Regions from separate parts of the Mus musculus genome. Here region 2 is linked to region 1. Evidence: chromatin contacts called from public HiChIP or PLAC-seq data. All regions are on one chromosome and are shown on one strand. Each heading gives the region's core, a stretch centred on a gene start, on an enhancer-like site or on the middle of the called end of the contact. The rest is flanking DNA. Distances are from core to core; before and after follow the strand shown.

The links. HiChIP or PLAC-seq counts read pairs in DNA pulled down with a chosen protein or histone mark.
Region 2: an H3K27ac HiChIP or PLAC-seq map of T-cell acute lymphoblastic leukemia shows a contact between it and region 1, with 7 times the contacts expected there. The contact joins two enhancer-like sites. A contact is called at or near these places in 2 of 484 Hi-C or Micro-C datasets (bone marrow-derived macrophages and cortical glia), 1 of 115 datasets of contacts at active chromatin or transcription factors (T-cell acute lymphoblastic leukemia) and 1 of 9 other capture datasets (embryonic stem cells).

Annotation. Positions count from the first base shown.
Region 1 is chr1:127,133,683-127,136,800 of GRCm38.p6, forward strand. No RefSeq gene overlaps it. Among named protein-coding and RNA genes, the nearest start is that of Mgat5, 70 kb to the right of the region's middle. Within about 2 kb of position 1,814, at least 18 of the 459 cell types and tissues checked have an H3K27ac peak or open chromatin away from gene starts, as enhancers often do. A contact at or near this core is called in T-cell acute lymphoblastic leukemia and cortical glia, where this site is marked.
Region 2 is chr1:127,457,694-127,460,710 of GRCm38.p6, forward strand. It overlaps Mgat5 (mannoside acetylglucosaminyltransferase 5), which reads left to right. Exons shown (of 18, transcript NM_145128.3): 14 at 2,143-2,289. The region is part of intron 2 of Gm41947 (a long non-coding RNA gene); the gene reads right to left. Among named protein-coding and RNA genes, the nearest start is that of Gm41947, 20 kb to the right of the region's middle. Within about 2 kb of position 1,423, at least 44 of the 459 cell types and tissues checked have an H3K27ac peak or open chromatin away from gene starts, as enhancers often do. A contact at or near this core is called in T-cell acute lymphoblastic leukemia and cortical glia, where this site is marked.

The sequences.
Region 1 (3,118 bases), core at 564-3,063:
TCAGATAGTGGTGTTGATGAGATGAAACAGTCAGGAACGTGCTTGCTGCACAGGTATAAGAACCTGGGGTCACATTGGACACACAAACTTTATATGCCCCAGAACAGGGGAACGCCAGGGCCAAAAAGGGGGAGTGGGCGGGTAGGGGAGTGGGGGTGGGTGGGTATGGGGGACGTTTGGTATAGCATTGGAAATGTAAATGAGCTAAATACCTAATAAAAAATGGGAAAAAAAAAAAAAAGAACCTGGGGTCAGTCACCAGGATCTGTATAAAGAAGCCTGTCGTCATGGTATGTGGATATAATCTCAGGCTGAGGGGGTAGAGACAGGCAGATCTCTAGGGTCTCTACCCAGCCAGCCTAGTCAAATCAGGGAAATATGAGAGACTTCATCTTTAAAAGCAAGATTGTTGTGTGATAGACTTTACACATACGTTGACCCAAGACATGAACAAAACAGCCCATAACAGAACCAAAGTACAGTTACCACCAAAGTCCAACTTGATGAACCCATAAGTTGTATTGGGGTTACTTACAGGAATATGGATGAGGGATTACTTCCAGGAGTATAAATGACTCCAATACAGCTGCTTCACCAAAGCCCACCCCAGCATGGGTGACAACTCACAAAAGCTGGAAATCTGGAGCACACTGCACAGCCCGTGGGCAGCTCAATAGGCTGGAGAGTGTCCCTGCCAGGTGGCTAAGCTGGCCTGAGCCCCTTTCAGACAGCAGGGCTGGTCTCTGCTTCTTCCAGACAGCTGGGCTAGTCTCTGCCTTTGCAGCTTGTCCTGTCTATCAGTGACTTTCAGTAATCTTTGTTGTTTACCCTGGGGAGGGTGGAGCTTAGTGAATCTGGTCTGTTTCAGGGATTTCCCTGAAGCTATCTGAGTTGTTTACCATTTTGTCTTAAGGAGCATTGCTACAGAAGGAGGTGTTTTGATCCTAGAAGAAAACTGAGCTAGATTGCCCCTGAGGATAGCTTCTGGCATGTACATAAATATGCACATACTCACATATATTACATACATACACAGAGAGAGAGAGAGAGAGAGAGAGAGAGAGAGAGAGAGAGAGAGAGAGAGAGAGAGAGAGAGAGAGCAATGAATTCCAGCCCAAGGACTCACTAGCAGGGAAGAGTTCCTTTAGGTATTTTAAAGGAGTAAGGAACACCTGCCCAAGGACTGACACCTGAGCTCAGGACCCCACTAAGAAGTTTAAGTGATCCAGTGTCCAGAATATTCTTTCATCTAGAAGGAGGACTAGGGCAGGAGAGGAATAAGGGAAGGGTTCTGACATCACCATGAATATATTAGAAAAGAATAGTCCTCTTTGTGGGATAGATAATTGTCCTATTTAGGGAGCAATTTTACGTCATTAAGATAGGCTAGAAGGACCATGCCATCTGAATGACTTGGCATCTCTGGGATTCCATGCATTTGAGACAATAGTTATGCCAGAATGACAGAAATAATAATCTTTGGATAAACCTGGCAGGTGAACCAGTGATAGATCTCATGTGAGCAGAAAAAACCCACATCAGGGCACACTGTGGACCGTTTCATCCTGTATGTTTAGGTCAGGGGGTGGCTGCCTTCAGAGACAGAGAGGGAGAGCTGAGGGCAGGAAACACAAAGGGAAACTGCTGTGGCCAGTGTCTGGGGGCCAGGAGGTTTGAAGGGGCTTCTCTCTGTGACTGCTACACTTCACACCAGCAGGAGGCACCCTTCCCAACATGCTCTAAAGAAATGGTCCTCTTAGAGTTGTAGTTCCTGTTTCTCTGTCAAGAAGGACATGAGTTGAGGATCAAAATTAGGAACTGAGGCATGTCACTCCTCTCCGTGAAGGCTTAAGCAGCCTTCTATGTGATCACAGACACACCACAGACCAGATCAAGTACTTGGGGGTGGGGGGTGTAGGAAGCAGGGGTAAGGGGTGGCTCAGCCCAAGAAGTCTCTCTTCCTAACCCATCATTTCCTCCCCCATCCCCACCCCTGCCCCAACCAGGGAAGGTAGAACCATCCAGGCAGTCCAAGGAGCAGCTATGAGAAATGGCAGGAAGGGGAAGTGCCAAGAAGGGGGTCTTCTGCACTCTGCTGCTACTGTCGAGTGGAGGCAGCATTTATAGGGCAGGGGTTCCCGGAAGTGATGTGGCTTAGGAACCGGCCTAGGCTTTCTGGGGACTAAGAGAAGGAGGAAAACATCCACTGTCAGGGAAGAACACATCAGACTTCCTTCTTTTAAAATATTCCAGTGGGAGGGCTTCTTTGAAAGGAAGTTAACAATTGGGGTACAAACCTTTCACAACTAGAAGAGGGAAGTGGAATTCTTGTTGTCAACAAGACTTGAGACATCACATTTTATTACTGCTCTAAAAAGAAATCAATTAAGCTGAACCTGGTAGTTCACAAGGGACCTGCTTCTCCCTCTCCCCCTCGACCCCTCTCCCTGCCCCTCTCCCCTCTCTCTTCCCCTCTTTACCACTCCCTCTTTCCCTTCTCCCTCCCCTCTCCTCCCTCTTCCATCTCTCACTTCCCTCTCTCTTTCCTCCCTCCCCTTTTCCATCTCCATCCTCTTCTTTCCCTCTCCCTCTCCTTCTGCCACTGTCCTGCCTAGCCTCCCAAGAGTTTGCCTGAGTCAGCCACCATAGCCTGGACACATTATAGAAACCGGAAGCAGACTAAAGAAACCACAGCCTTCAAGAGAAATGACGTTATGGCAACCTTCAAAGATTAAGTAGGAATGTACAGGTAGCTAGCTCAGTTGGTAGAGTGCTTGCCTAGCATGAACAGATTTGGGTCCCATCCCCAGCTCCACACAAACCAGGTGTGATCCACCTGTAGTCCCAGCACATGGGAGGTGAAGCAGTAAGAACAGGATCATCTTTTCATATTGGGTTTTAGGCCAGCCTGGGTCTTAGTTACTTTTCTATTGCTGTGAAAAGACATCTTGTCCAAGGCAACTTATAGAAAAAAGAGTTTATTGGGGCTTACAATTTCAGAGGTGAGTCTATGACGGTCATGAGAAGAGTGTGGCAGTAGATAGGCAGGCAGTCATGATGCTGAAGCAAAAGCCGAGAGCTTACATCATAATCTACAAGTGGGAGGCAAAGAGAGATT
Region 2 (3,017 bases), core at 173-2,672, 320 kb after region 1:
TGATTGAGGCTTGGGGAGCTGTTGCAAAGTGTTTAGTGCTGCATGTATGTATGCATATGTGTGTGTGTGTTCGCATATATGAAAGCAGCTACATGAATGCCACACTGTGCATGTGAACATCAGACAAAAACTTCAGGTCTTCATTCTCCTCCCCAATCTTGTTTGAAATGGGGTGGCTACTGTTCACCATTGCGTATGCCCAACAAGCTAGCCTTCAGGCTCCAAAGGATTCTCCCATCACACTGTAGGAGCCTGGGATTGCACATACATGCTCCTGCATCCAGCTCTGTCGGGCTCTGGGGATCTGAGTTCAGGTTGCTGATGCTTGCACAGCAAGCACTTCTTTGCCCACTGTGCTGTCTCCCCAGCCCCCTCAAGTGTTTATGTGTACTGAGATACTCTGGGCCAGGAGGGCCTAGGAGTTGGTGCAAATTATTATTCAGATATAATTAAACTTAGGTCACATTTGAGTTCATCAAGCAATAGCCGCTCATCCTTTATTTAGTAGATTCAGATTGGTTGATCTAAAAGGAGATCACATGGCCCACCAGGATTCTCTGTTGGAATGGCTAAGGCATGTGCTGCTCCCATCTCTCCCAGGGTTGTTTATGACAGTGTAGGGTTAAGGAGGCTATCAGCACTCCTTGGCAGACACAATGCTCAGAGGTGGAGAAACACTCTGGGCTCCAGCATCTCTCCTTAAACCTGCCAAGACCCTGCCTGTCTTGCCTAGCACCTTCTTCTTAGAGTCGAAAAGAGCCAGAGTGCCTGATGCAGTCCTGTGTCCGCAGCTGTTAGGGTCAGGTCTGGGCCCTGGCAGCCCTAACATGCACGGCAGGCTCAGCCATGTTTCCTCAATGGGTCAACAAAAGAGGTCAATGGCAGTGAAGAGCAAAGAGAGTTACATTGTAGCCACACTGGGGAGAGAAACAAAGAAAGAGGTCTAGTGCCTCCCAAGTTCATCTTTGGAGTTCTGACACAGCGAGGACAAGCAGTGTTCCCACCACTACCACCCCTGCCAGGCCAGCACCAGACAACTCTTCTCCCAGTGTGAGACTCAGGGGAAATCCCAGTTCCGTGGGGCTCCTGGTTTCTATGTCTGGTTGCCAAAGGGAGGGGCACTAATGTCTCTTTATCTCTAAAATATCTTCATTCCAGCCTGAATGGCTACATTACTTGGTGGAAATGACCTGGGTCTTTCTGAACACGAGAGAGCAAGGAACCTCAGCATTTGCCACCCTACCTCACACCCACCAGGCACGAGACACCCATGTCCCCTTGTCACTTGGTGTGTTTAAGACTTGGCTTCTGCGTGTGGGCATAGAGAGCCAGGATTGGACCCTGCCTGGTGACTGCCACTCACAGCACACTGTCCCCTGTACCTGGTATGCACAGAGACTTGCATTTTGTGCACCTTACAGACCCTTGCCTGAGCATCCCTTTGTCCCAGCAGCTTCGGGCCACTGTGGGCTTTCTAAGGACCGTTAGCTTGTTTCTGCTGCCATCTACCGTCCATCTAGGGAAACTTGAGGTTTTGCTAGCTTGGGAGGGAAACTGGGAAATTGCAGTTTGAAACCTCTGCTCCCACAGAAGAAAAAGCAAAACCAGCCAGCTAGTGGTGTCCCCAGTGAGAACGCTATCATAAAACCCATGTTTACTGACCTCCCAAGGTCGAAAGCAGTTTCATTTGAACTGTAATCAAACCGCCAAGTGACCTTTCTGTTCCTGGCCCCCAGAGTCCCTGAAAGAGCCTGTTGTTCCCTGCTTGAGTGAAGAAACCTTCTGTTTAGTTAAGCAAGTGTTTTTCTAGTTATGTCGCCTGCTGAGTGACAGAAAGAGGATTGTTGGGTCCTGGGTTTTATTGTTGGTTTTGATTTACACTCTTGCCCTCCCTGCCCCTCAGTCCCTGACATTTTTTTTTTCACATCAGAAAAGGAGATGGGAACAAGGCAAGTTCCTTTGCAGGCCCTTGCACATGTTATTCTGCATATCCTGGTATACGCCCCTTCTCTTTGTCGCAAGTCACCCACCTGGAGATCTAAGACCCCTGCAAAACATCAGAGGCAGCCACAGAAACAGACCGCAGGAGCTGAGAGGCAGTCTGACTGGTATCTCCATGTGATGTCTTTTCCTGTCTTACAGCTGTTCGTTGGGCTCGGATTCCCTTATGAAGGCCCAGCTCCCCTGGAGGCCATCGCGAATGGATGTGCTTTCCTGAACCCCAAGTTCAACCCTCCCAAAAGCAGCAAAAACACAGACTTCTTCATTGGCAAGCCAACACTGAGAGAGGTGAGTATCTCTTTTATGCTTCTGGGTTTGTGTGTGCATATGGTCCTCCTGTGTGTGCATGCATGCACACATGAAGGTATGCACACGTGTACAGACATGCATGTGGAGGCCAGAGGTTGAAGTGAGTGTGGGGTCTTCCTCCCTCCATCTCCACTTTATCCACTAAGCCAGGGTCTTTCCCTGAACTCAGAGCTCACTGATTTGACCACTCCGGCTCTCCAGCTTGCTCTGGGATGTCATGCCCACCCTGCATCTTTGGCGTGTGTGGAGGAGTTCCACACAGGTTCTCATGCTCACACAGAGAGCTCCTGTCCTTTGAGCAAAGCCTCCAACTCCCACCCTAACTCTGCTTCTCATGATCCTGGGTGTCCTGGTCTAATCCCATCTAACAGCTAGAATGAGTGAGGAGGCCACGGGGAGTGCTTGCTCGCCTCTCCACTGTACCTGGTGAAGAGCGAAGGAACTGTGTCCAGTGATTACTTGGAGAACATCAGCCTCAGAGTTAGAGACGTGGCTTAGTCAATAGTAAAGCACTCGCCATACACACTAGTTCCCTAGAACTCAGTAAGAGGCTAGGCATGATTGCAGACTCTTAAAATTCCAAAACTGAGGAGGCAGAGACAGGTGGATCCCTGGGAGTCTAGTTTTCTTTGTGAGTTCCAAGCTGATGAGAGACATTGTCTCAAAAACACAATTAGATGTGCCTGAACAACACCCAAGGTTGACCT